4 separate regions of the Mus musculus genome follow, and all the other regions are linked to region 2. The links are chromatin contacts, called in public HiChIP or PLAC-seq and promoter capture Hi-C maps. All regions are on one chromosome and are shown on one strand. The core of a region is the stretch at or near the end of the contact, and the rest is flanking DNA. Distances in the headings are between cores, read along the strand shown. Region 1 overlaps LOC115485826 (a long non-coding RNA gene). Region 2 holds the start of Glra1 (glycine receptor, alpha 1 subunit). Region 3 overlaps LOC105244170 (a long non-coding RNA gene). Region 4 overlaps LOC105244170 (a long non-coding RNA gene).

Region 1 (2,700 bases), core at 41-2,540, 480 kb before region 2:
TTCTAACTAAACACAGCATTGGGGAGGGGGGTATTATTCCTCAGTGATATACCCATGACTTTAGTGCAAGCCCCTTTCAGGATGTGTAACCAATGTATCCAAGAGCCTACTCTATATCTGTACTGGCTGGTTTTGTGTGTCAACTTGGCACAAGCTGGTGTTATCACAGAGAATGGAGCTTCAGTTGAGGAAATGCCTCCATGAGATCCAGCTGTAAGGCTTTTTTCAATTAGTGATCAAGCGGGGGAGGGCCCCTTGTGGATGGTACCATGCCTGGGCTGATAGTCTTGGGTTCTATAAGAAAGCAAGCTGTGCAAGTCAGGGGAAGCAAGCCCGTAAGGAACATCCCTCCATGGCCTCTGCATCAGCTCCTGCTTCCTGACCTGCTTGAGTCCCTGTCCTGACTTCTTTCAGTGATAAACAGCAGTATGGAAGTGTAAGCCGAATAAACCCTTTCCTCCCCAACTTGCTGCTTGGTCATGTTGTTTGTGCAGGAATAGAAACCCTGACTAAGACAATATCCAATCCCACAAGAATCATCTCTACCATGATTGCAATCCATATATCCATATGTGTATCTATATCTGTCACTTCAGCCCTGTCTGGAGGGAGGGAGGGTACTCAAGATTCAGCCTCTAGAGATTGAAAGTGAAAATTGTCTGAGATTGTTGCATAGAATTTCCTCCCAAATTAAAATATTTCCATCTGAGAGGAAAACTGTTAAGATGAAAAAAGTGAGCAACTGGGAAAAATCTCAAAATGTTAGTGCTCCACTCCAAAGGGGCCGGCCTGGAGAGTAGCACTTTTCAGCACCCATTCTGAGAATCAGGGTGACATAGAATTTTAAGGCAATAAAGGAGAGAAGGAAAGGAAAATATACTCGTTTGAGACCTGGACTCTTACAGGAACAGAAGCAGGGGCATAGCGCCGAGACCTTTGCGAATAAATAGGAAATGAGCTGTTTCCCTCGGGCACCAGGAGTCAATGGCCGAGCTCGGGCTCTTTCTCTCCATAGTGACTCTCTCATTTTCTTCACTTAAGAATGTCATGCAATCCTTAGAACAGGAACTCAGTGACTAGCTGAGACCACCTTCAAAGCTCAGAGCAGGCTTTCTGCCCCACTGAGAACAGTCCTTACTGTCCTGTCATTTAGGGGAGATCTCTTTGTGAGCCAGGAGCTCCGTGGATCACTTCCCATCCATCCTGAGCTGGGCTTGCACAGATCTCATAAGCAGCTGCTGTCTCTGCAGCCTCTCTACTCTACCTCTCCATCCACAGATGTGGGAGGCATGGCTACAGTAGGTCTCTCTGTAAGTAAGAGTTTTGATTAGAATGTGCCTGCGTCACTCTGTTCCGAGCACAGGAGAAATTGCTACTGGAAGCAATTTAAAGAACAAAAGAAGTCAGAGCTGTGCTGATGCCTGGCTTTAAACCTCATCTAATCTGCTTTTAATCTTTATAGTTTTTAAACTCCAGGTTGTGAAGCCTTTAACACTCTTGTGTTCTCCCTAGCTTCGTTTTCTTCCCGGGTACAGTTTCTGAGAGGCAAATAGCTTGAGCATCATAAGGGCCGAGTAGATCACAGCCTGAGCTGTCATCTTCCTCTGCTGGGCATTAGGCTAGGCCACTGAACGACTCTATCCCGCACACTTGCAAAAACTCTTAATTTGCATATTGACTTTTATGAATGGTCTGTCTCTTTTCTTGAGGGTGGAAGAGAAGCATCAGTTTAGGAAGCGCCCTACTTGACAGTTAAATATTCTTTACACTAACTAGTGTTAGTAGTGACTATCACCAAGTAGACATTTCCATCCCTTTGAGTTTCTGACTTTCTACTCATTTTCCCCTTAAATAAATAACACGGGGTTTGGGAAATGGTTATCTCCTCAGTCGATGTCAGGGAACCCATTGTTGGCTTGTATTTTTATTAGGATAGCATAACAATGTTGGTATCTTCATCTAACAATACAGGTGCACACTCCGTATAGTGTGTTATAGAGTGCAGTAAATAAGCTCAACTGGATTCCTCCTCCTATAGTTTGGGACAAACTGTGAGTGTCTGCCCCCCCAAAGAACAATGGCTTCGGAGACTTACTTCTCCAGGAATAGCAACTCTAGGGATACACGCCAAAAGAGAATGGGGACGGTTTATCCTGTGCTCTGCCGAGGAAGGAATTTAGGACGGGATGATTCCTTAAAGAAGCCTGTTTGCTAATAAAGCTTGATTCCAAGTCTTTTCACCCATACAGTCTCAGCATATCAGCAGCAGGTTCCTCTTTGCCTATTTCCCCAAATATCTTTGTTGAGCGTCTTTCCCCATGCTAACAAGTAGCCAGGGTGGAAGTTCACAACAGGAAAGTCAATTGCAAAAATTTTAATAATCTCTACACAGACACACACACAGGCAGACCAGGAAGCCCTCCCTATGTCTCTTCTAGCCCAACAATGCATGGTGTCTTTCAGTTTTCCAAGATGAGTGAGTTCCAAGTTGCACAGACTTCTGTTCACCTGCCAGCCACAATGCAGGTAGAATAGAAACACCAGCCTCCTTAGACACAGTAGCATACTGGTCTGCAGGAATAGCTCATTGCCCGAGCACTCAGGCTCTACCATCTCATTCCATCAGCTCAGTTTAGTTTTCTAACGATCTCTCTGACTGTGTGAGCTGTTGATTCCCAATAGTCATCCTATCCATGCTTG
Region 2 (2,700 bases), core at 100-2,599:
TACCTTCAGTGCTTCAACAAAATTGAGGGACCTTGTTCCATTGACCCTTTTAAAATGGAAACAGGTGCAGCAGCTCTCCACGGTCAAACATTAGGCAGAGCTTGGGAAGTCCTGTGGAAGACTATAAGGAAATTTTGAGGGAGCCAGAGGAGTCAAGGACACCACAAGAAAACCTAGAGAGTCAACTCACCTGGGCCTGTGGAGGTTCACAAAGACTGAACCACCAACCAAAGAGCATGCATGGGCTGGTCCTAGGCCCTCAACACATGTAGCAGATGTGAAGCTTGGTTCCATGTGGATCCCTGAACAATTGGAGCAGCAGGAACTGTCTCTGACTCCATTCCCTGCCTTCCCCTAACTGGGCTGCCTTATCTGGCCTCAGTAGGAGAGGATGCTCTTAGTCCTGCTGTGACTTGATAGGTCAGGGCCAGCTGGTACCCACAAGGGGCATTCCTTTCTCTGAGGAGGGGGTGTGAGAGTGGGACTTGGAGGAGAGGAAGAAGAGGGGCTGCAATTGGGATGTAAAATGAATAAACGAATTAATGAAAAAAATGATAAACTGAGTCTGCCTGAGCACATCTGGACTGAGGCTCATGGTGTTTTACTTACATACAGCTATTTTTTAAAAAATCATGGTAAGGATTTTGAAAGACTTAAAAGATAAATTCCATGACCTCTCTGGAGCGACAGAAGACCTGAAAAGACCCTGAGGCCTGGGAAGTGCATGAGGCTGGTCTCTGCCAGCACTCCAAGGGTTAAACTCAAGCCAGAGCCTAACGTGCAATTGGCCGAACCTGGAGAGAAGATATGGTTTTCGCAGCTGCGGGCCAATGAACACTCCGAGTGGGAGGGTTTGAAGCTTCTAAGGAGTTTTTCCCCCCATTTTCCCCTCTCCACCCCCTCCCGTCGGTCCTCGCCCCCACCATCCTCTACGCCGCCAGTTTGTTAAATTAATGCAGTAAGAAAGTCTGAAGATCTGAGGGAGTCTGGCCAGAAGAAGATGGGCGAGCTTAGAAATTGGAGATGCCTGTGAAAGCTTGGGTTCTTGAGCCCTGCTGGGAAGCCATGGACCCCAGCAGCCCCTGAAAGTTGTGGTGGGCTCTCTTGCTCCTGCAGCCCCAAGCAATGGGACACCTTTCTTGCAGCGATCCCAACTTATTCGTCGGGGACCAGAGAACACGGACTGCAAGGCGGCAGCAGACAGGAACGGAGGCAGGGGAACGAGATTCCGGGACTCGGTCGCGATGCGCCAGCCTGGCACACTCTCCGACATCTAACTGAAGCCAGCACCGTCACCTGCTCCACCCCCCCCCCCAACCCCTAAAACCCCTCGGGCCAGCCCAGGGCCAGAAAGAAGATGCCAGCCGGGTCTAAGGGTCTGAGGCCAGGGCTCTGATCCCCACGGATTTCTTCCTTTCATGGAGCTGGCCATCTCGACAGGAAAATAAGGGTAAAAATAAAGAAGAAGAAGAGTAAAGAAAGAAAGAAAAGAAGAAAATATACCCACCCCCAAACGTGCCTCCCAGCGCCGCAGGGAGCCTCCAGCGAGTAGAGCTTCAGCCGCGCTCTTCCCGCCCGCAGCCGGGCTGGACGCTCTCCGTGGTGCTGAACCTGCACGACTGCCGCTGTCCGCGGTACCTTAGCTGCCTGGCTGCAATTCTCCCCCGGCTCTGACACCTCGTCCCTCTACTCCCTGCCCCCTTAAACATCTGGATTATTATCCCCAGTGGCGCTCTCTGGCTTCGTAAGTGCCCATCGAAAACATTTTTGCACCCCCATAACTCGTGGACTTTACAGCACTAGAATCTGGAAGATGTACAGCTTCAATACTCTGCGATTCTACCTTTGGGAGACCATTGTATTCTTCAGGTACGCGATTTTCTATACTGACCACTATCCTTATGGTGCAATAGGGGTTCAGGAGGAGTAGGGAGGCTGACTCTGCCGCGGCTTCATCAATTGGGGAGGGGGTGCTGTGTGCTGAAGGCCCTTCCATCCCTCTCCTTCCCCCACCCCCCACCCGCAGGGTGTCTGGCTGGTGCGTGTAGGTCCCAGACAGTGGCTGCTCCTGGTTGCTCCGGCAGCGGTTTGCCTGTTCTTTGCAGTCTGTCTGCTTACTGCACTCCCCGCAAAATTGGGGCCCCAGCCCCCTAGCCCCTCTGCTCGTTACCCTTCACTCGACTGAGGACTTAAGGGGAAGCTTTGTGAGTTTTTTAGTTTAATTGGGACCGCATTCTCTCAAACCGCAGTGCTGGAAACCCCGGGTCTCCCGTCTGGGAGCGAAGTGACAACTAGCGGTGACGCGGAAGGTTGCAGTTGGACTGGCTGGGCACAAAACAGCATTCTGTCTCTCTTTTTGTTGTTTTGCTTCGGGGTCAGGGGTTTCTGTAGTTTGGAGCTGGGAAAAAACGCAGTTATGACCGCAGCTTACAAAGCCCTAACTTAAATGCAGATCAGGCCTATTTAATAATAGATGCTAGAAAATATTTTCCTTTTATAACTTTGACTCCCTCCTCCCTGATACACGCTTCTTTCCAAACTCTGTTACAACAGACCCTCCGCTACTCCAAAGGGCAGTTCTTCTTTATGAATGGATGCCTATATCTGCTGCCATAACTAGGCTCCCCACGCCCACCCACTGACTCCTAATTCTCTGCTTACAGACTTGGCATTCTTGTCTTAGTCCAAGTGAAAAGTGAA
Region 3 (2,700 bases), core at 136-2,635, 270 kb before region 2:
AGTTACTAGGTTAGAACAAAGAATTTAGGATAACCTAAATCTGTGTTCTTGAGCCCACTGTTGCTTATATTTGGCGCCAAAGAAAAAAAGAACTCAAAAGAACAAAAAGAAAAACTAAAAACAAATAAACAAATAAACCTAACTCTTAGCTTCTGTGAGGTAAGAGTTAGAGTTTTGTGTTAGCAGCTGAATGAAAGGATAAGAGACTGGACTTAATTAGCGAAGGCTTACTTCCACTTGATGCATAAGGCCCCAGCCCTCCTCTTTCCCTCTTGAAACAGTCACAATGGAATGAAAATTAGCACCACAAAAGGCCAGGTATTTTTTTAATTGATTATTTTATTTATTTACATCCCAAATGTTGCCCTCTCCCAAAGTTCTTCACTCCATCTCCCCTCCTTTTTACCTCTGAGAAGGTGCCCTCCCAGGGGCATCCCCCTTCCCTAGGGCATCAAGTCTCTACAGAATTAGGCACATCCTCTCCCACTGAGGCTAGACAAGGCAGTCCTCTGCTACCTATGTGCCAAGGGGCCTCAGACCAGCCCCTGTATGCTTTTTGGTTGGTGGCTTAGTCTCTGAGAGTTCCTAAGGGGACCAGGTTAGTTGACACTGTTGGTCTTTCTATGGGGTTGCCATCCCCTTCAGCTCCTTTAGTCCCTCCCCTAACTCTTCCATAGGGGCCCCCAACCTTAGTGCAATGGTTGGCTGTAAATATCTGCATCTGTCAACTGCTGATAGAGCCTCTCAGAGGACAGCCATGCTAGGTTCCTGTCTGCAAGTACAACATAGCAATCAGGGTTTGGTGCCCGCCTGTGGCATGGATCCAAAGTTGGGCCTATCACTAGACAGCCTTTCCTTCAGTCTCTGCTCCATTTTTGTCCCTGTATTTCTTTTAGACAGAACAATTCTGGGTCAAAATTTTTGAAGGTAGGCCTCCACTGGGGGGCTCTGTCTATCTACTGGAAGTAGTCTCTTCAGGTTTCATCTCTCTACTGTTGGGCATTTTGGCTAAGATCACCCCCATTGAGTCCTGGGAGCCTCTTACATCTCAGGTCTCTGGAACTTTCTAGAGGCTCTCCCCCACCCCCCCAACTCCTGGCAGCTGCATATTTCTATTTATTCTCCTAAAGGCCAGATATTTCATTGTTTATACTAAGAACGATGTCTTTCTCTTATGTCCTTTAGGCCTACCACAAGGCCTTACTTTGCAATAACAAAAATTACAACCTGCCTTCTCCATGGTGGGGGTGTGGCCAGTCACTGTGAAAGAGTGTGTGATGGGGGAACCTACTTCCAGTGCAAGACTGAAGTGAAAATCAAGAAACTCTCCGATCAAGACAAACAGCATCTCAACAGCAACATTTAAGAATCCGGTCAGCATACGGTGGCCCATGAGGGTGAAGCCTAGAAAGCTTAATGGAGATTTTCTCTCAGGGCTGAACCCTAGGGTTACATCTTGAGTTTCTCCAAACAACAGCTCATTTTTTAAAGGGATGTTTTTGTTTGGTCTGAAACAACCCAGCAGCCAAGGCCTCCTACGGAAGAATAACAAATGAATCCTCTGCCAGCATGCCCAGAAGGCTGCTTTTACATCAAGGAAACGTGAAGTCTCTCCTCTGGTAATAAAGCAGCCTCAAGGATTACAGCTTACCTTTTCCCTAAGTGAGAGCAGATGTCTCCGAGCAAGGATGCACTTAGCCAGCTGTGACAACTACCTGGCCGGCACCGGAAACAATAAAACGGGAGGCTAAAATTGAGAGTTTAATGTGTGTGTCATCCTTTATCCCATTTCCTTTCTGTATTCATAATTATCAAAAGCACATTTGTGGGCCGGGAAGAAGCCTCACTCAATAAATGCTTGCCCTATAAGTTCAAGGACTTGACTTTAATTCCCAGAACTAACATAGAAGCTAGGCTTCGTGGCACACCTACTATGAAAGGAGAGGCATGTGGGTCCCCGGGGCTCAGGGGACAGTCTAGCATAATGGCAGGAGTGTGAGATTCAGCGAGAGACACTATCTCAAAAATAAAGAAATCTTCATAACACTCAAGGCTGGGCTCTGATTTCCACACACATATCCTTTCACTCATATCTGTGTGTGTGTTCACATGCCCATGCACACTACACACACAAACACATATAGAGAGGGGGGAGGGAGGGAAAGAAGGAGGGATGGAGGGGAGAGCCAGCAGCACATTTTCCTGAGAGAAGCCATCTCTTTAATATACAACAAGCATCACATACTATGCCAAGTACCTGTAATTTTTATTCATTAACTTTCATAGGAACTTTGCAAAGAAATATTTTATTTCCCTTTCTTTTTCATTTTTTTTTGAGTCTTTGAAACTCAGAGATGGGATGCATCTAGCTCAAGGTCACACAGCTAATTTTAGTGGTGGAAGACTAATCAAGGTTTCTTTAAAGTCACAGAAGGGCAATTGCTACACGCCTCGGACAAGAGCATTAGACAAGTCCTTGTAGCATTAATTCTTCCATTTCATTTATTCCCTGTTGTCCTGTCTATGTACTCTTGCTGGTAATCTGCATCTTTGTTCACAGAATAATACTGAATATTATTCATAGAATGTTTTTACAAGTCAGTTCATTTGTATTGAAATAAGTTTGGGAATGAAATTTAATTGAAGTTTTAAATTAAAATCTTTTGGTCACTTAATGAATTGAAAAATGAATCCAGGTGC
Region 4 (2,700 bases), core at 36-2,535, 350 kb before region 2:
TCGAGCAAAAAGCCCAGAAACATGGAAATACTTCAAAGAACCTGCCAGAGCCCAAGTTTTTTGTTTATAACTCTGTGGAGGACTCACCCAACTCTAGCAGAGCTGGAGAAAGTTCCCATGCAAATACATCTAAAGCACCATTAGCTCCCATTAAAGTAGCTTGTACTTAAAAGGAGGTCACTGGCTTGTAAGAGGGGGTAGAGATCTCCAAATTATTGTTATTAACATATTTCCAAGAAAAAAATATATTAACAACTATAGAGAGGCTCAAGAATAGCAAATAAGCCTGTTTTTTTTTTTTTTTTTTTTTTTTTTTTTTTTAGAATCCTGGCCTGTCACCAGGAGTGATGGCCCATGCCTGTAATCTCCAGGAGGTAGAAACAGGAAGAAAATCAATTAATGCTTATCCTTGGCTATATAACGAATTCAAGTCATCATGGGCTATAAGAGACCCCGACTCAAAAAACAAAACTAAACAAGATCATGGGCTATAAAGGTATAGGCAAGCACAGGTGCTTCTAATCCAATCATCGATACTAATAACTGGGAAACTTGGCCTCAGACAGGGAACACTTATGGCCAACTCATTAAGTTCATAGGAAGAGTTGCGTATGAGATTCCTGCTGACTTCAGAGTCCCTCAATGTAACTCTACCCCTTTCTGTATGACCCGCCGTGTCTAAGGTGATACTAGCTACTCTCACACCCCAGCCAGATCTAAACTGTCACATTCTTTCAGTGCTCCTACTCACATCCTCCCCTAAGCCAAAACATCAGTGTACTTCAATATCTGCCTGCAAAATAGACCTTGGCTCTTCGCCACATTTCAAACTTGAAGACTTACTCACTTTCTCGCCATTAACACCTAAGTTAGGTTTCCTCCTACTGTATCTCATACTTACTTTTTTTTTTTTTTAATTTCTTAACATTTAGTACCATTTGAATGATTTTGCTTATATGTTGTTTTTTTATTTTCCCATGAATTATTAATACAAATCCCATGGGGGTGAAAACATAAAATACAAGCATTAACCACTGTAATTTTGACCCTGGAGTCTAGTATACTGGTTCAGTAAAGAATTCTAGATGGAAGAAAAGAAGGAGAAAGAGGGAAAAGAAGAAAAGAAGGAAAAGGAAATGAGGAAGAAGAGAGGAGAAAGGGTGAGGTTCTTTTAAAAAAAAATGAGAATGGTATCCTGTTGTCTTCCTGAGGCTTCATAACAAGGCTAGATCAAAGGTAAAGCCAGAATTTGTACCTAGGCAGCACTGGTATCTAGGCAACAGTGGTACCTAGGTCTCCTAATGGATATGCTAATCATGGTCACTCATGCTATGCCAGCACAGAGAGGAATTAAGGGCATTTTGGCCCCTTCCCCAGGACAATTTGTTGTCCCCATGGTAACAGTCTCCTGGCGTGACAAAAACTAACTCTGTTTTGCTCCAGATAGGGTGACCAGTTCCTACAGCACTGACCACAGCACTGGCTGCAGAAAGCTGCAGGTTCAAAATGGATGTGGACTTTCTCCTGACTCACTTCTAGCTCTCCCTCCATCTGCAGCTCAAGCCACGTGTCTGTCAAATGTGGACACAAAGTTTGTTTTGTTACCAGAAAAACAGCAGGGAATGAGGAAGGCAGTGGATGGTAAGAAGATGCAAAGATCTCATGGTATGGTCTGTGACCATCAGAACAATTCACAACACTCCTACAACATAAAGCCGTTCCCCCTTTGCCTTGCTCTCTACCCTACCATGCTGTATTAGTTACTTTCCTCTCTGTTGCAACAAAATACCTGACAAATGCAGCTTAAGAAAGGAAGCATTTTATTTTGCTCACTGCTTGAGGGTACAGTCCATCTCAGAGCAGAAGGCAGGACAGCAGGAAGTCATATGAGACAGCTGGTGTCCTTGTGTCAAGTCAGGAGGAAGAGAGACATGAGTGGTGGTGGTTAACTCATATCCTCCATTAAAAAATGCATTTTAATTTGTGTGCATGCACCCACACACACACACAAACACACACACCTGTGCAGTACAGGAGAAGGTCAAAGAGGACACTGGAATCCCTAGAGGTGGTTATAAGCTGCCTGACACAAGCGCTGGGAATCAAACTCTACTCCTCTGGAAGAGCACTACGTGCTCTTAGCCTGTAGCCCACCTCTCCAGTCCTCTATTCTTTTAATTTAGCCCAGAACACAAGCCACGGAATGGCACTGCCTACAGTTAGGGCTAGTCTTCCCATTTCAACTGATAACAATATAGAAGCTCCCTCATGGACATGCCCAGAGCTTTGTCTTCTGGGTGAATCTAGGTCTCATTGAGTTGCTGATCAGTATTAGTGATCACACTTGCCCAGTGTCTTCTTTGTATAACAATAATAGTGGAGACGGGAGAGCTCAGAGACAATAGTCACCAACCACCCATGACCTTCAGAATGTCAGTCTCTTTACAGAGTGTAATTCAGAACTTCACTCTTCCCTTAAGAGGTCTTTTAATTCCCATTATAGACATGAAAATCAAGACTGGGGGTGGGTCAGATAAATGCTTTTCAACATAGTAAGTAAATAGTGAGATGGGGTTCAGATACAGGCTACCTGACCCCAGAGCTCCATAGTTCAGACCAAGCCACACACTTTCCCTGGTGTGGTGGTTTAAATAAGAATCCCCCCATAAACTGAGATATTTGTCCAGTTGGTCCCCATGG

The links. Promoter capture Hi-C pulls out the DNA fragments that hold promoters and counts their contacts. HiChIP or PLAC-seq counts read pairs in DNA pulled down with a chosen protein or histone mark.
Region 1: a contact with region 2 is called in a promoter capture Hi-C map of second pharyngeal arch cranial neural crest. The contact joins the enhancer-like site here to the promoter of Glra1 in region 2. A contact is called at or near these places in 5 of 39 promoter capture datasets (the 3T3-L1 cell line, cranial neural crest, embryonic stem cells and 2 more), 1 of 484 Hi-C or Micro-C datasets (embryonic stem cells), 1 of 115 datasets of contacts at active chromatin or transcription factors (neural tube) and 2 of 9 other capture datasets (embryonic stem cells and pancreatic islet).
Region 3: a contact with region 2 is called in an H3K4me3 HiChIP or PLAC-seq map of neural tube, with 4 times the contacts expected there. The contact joins the enhancer-like site here to the promoter of Glra1 in region 2. A contact is called at or near these places in 1 of 39 promoter capture datasets (hippocampal neurons), 1 of 484 Hi-C or Micro-C datasets (embryonic stem cells), 5 of 115 datasets of contacts at active chromatin or transcription factors (differentiating embryonic stem cells, embryonic hindbrain, embryonic stem cells and 2 more) and 1 of 9 other capture datasets (embryonic stem cells).
Region 4: an H3K27ac HiChIP or PLAC-seq map of embryonic stem cells shows a contact between it and region 2, with 6 times the contacts expected there. The contact joins the enhancer-like site here to the promoter of Glra1 in region 2. A contact is called at or near these places in 4 of 39 promoter capture datasets (cranial neural crest, embryonic stem cells and epiblast stem cells), 8 of 115 datasets of contacts at active chromatin or transcription factors (VIP interneurons, differentiating embryonic stem cells, embryonic hindbrain and 2 more) and 1 of 9 other capture datasets (embryonic stem cells).

Annotation. Positions count from the first base shown.
Region 1 is chr11:56,083,966-56,086,665 of GRCm38.p6, reverse strand. The region is part of intron 7 of LOC115485826 (a long non-coding RNA gene); the gene reads right to left. Among named protein-coding and RNA genes, the nearest start is that of Gm46260, 35 kb to the left of the region's middle. Within about 2 kb of position 1,290, at least 3 of the 459 cell types and tissues checked have an H3K27ac peak or open chromatin away from gene starts, as enhancers often do. A contact at or near this core is called in second pharyngeal arch cranial neural crest, where this site is marked.
Region 2 is chr11:55,606,847-55,609,546 of GRCm38.p6, reverse strand. Glra1 (glycine receptor, alpha 1 subunit) reads left to right here and starts at 1,349. Exons shown (of 9, transcript NM_020492.4): 1 at 1,349-1,869. The coding sequence starts at 1,814.
Region 3 is chr11:55,879,191-55,881,890 of GRCm38.p6, reverse strand. The region is part of intron 1 of LOC105244170 (a long non-coding RNA gene); the gene reads right to left. Among named protein-coding and RNA genes, the nearest start is that of Nmur2, 160 kb to the left of the region's middle. Within about 2 kb of position 1,385, at least 2 of the 459 cell types and tissues checked have an H3K27ac peak or open chromatin away from gene starts, as enhancers often do. A contact at or near this core is called in neural tube, where this site is marked.
Region 4 is chr11:55,957,221-55,959,920 of GRCm38.p6, reverse strand. All of the region lies in intron 2 of LOC105244170 (a long non-coding RNA gene), which reads right to left. Among named protein-coding and RNA genes, the nearest start is that of Nmur2, 82 kb to the left of the region's middle. Within about 2 kb of position 1,285, at least 17 of the 459 cell types and tissues checked have an H3K27ac peak or open chromatin away from gene starts, as enhancers often do. A contact at or near this core is called in VIP interneurons and embryonic stem cells, where this site is marked.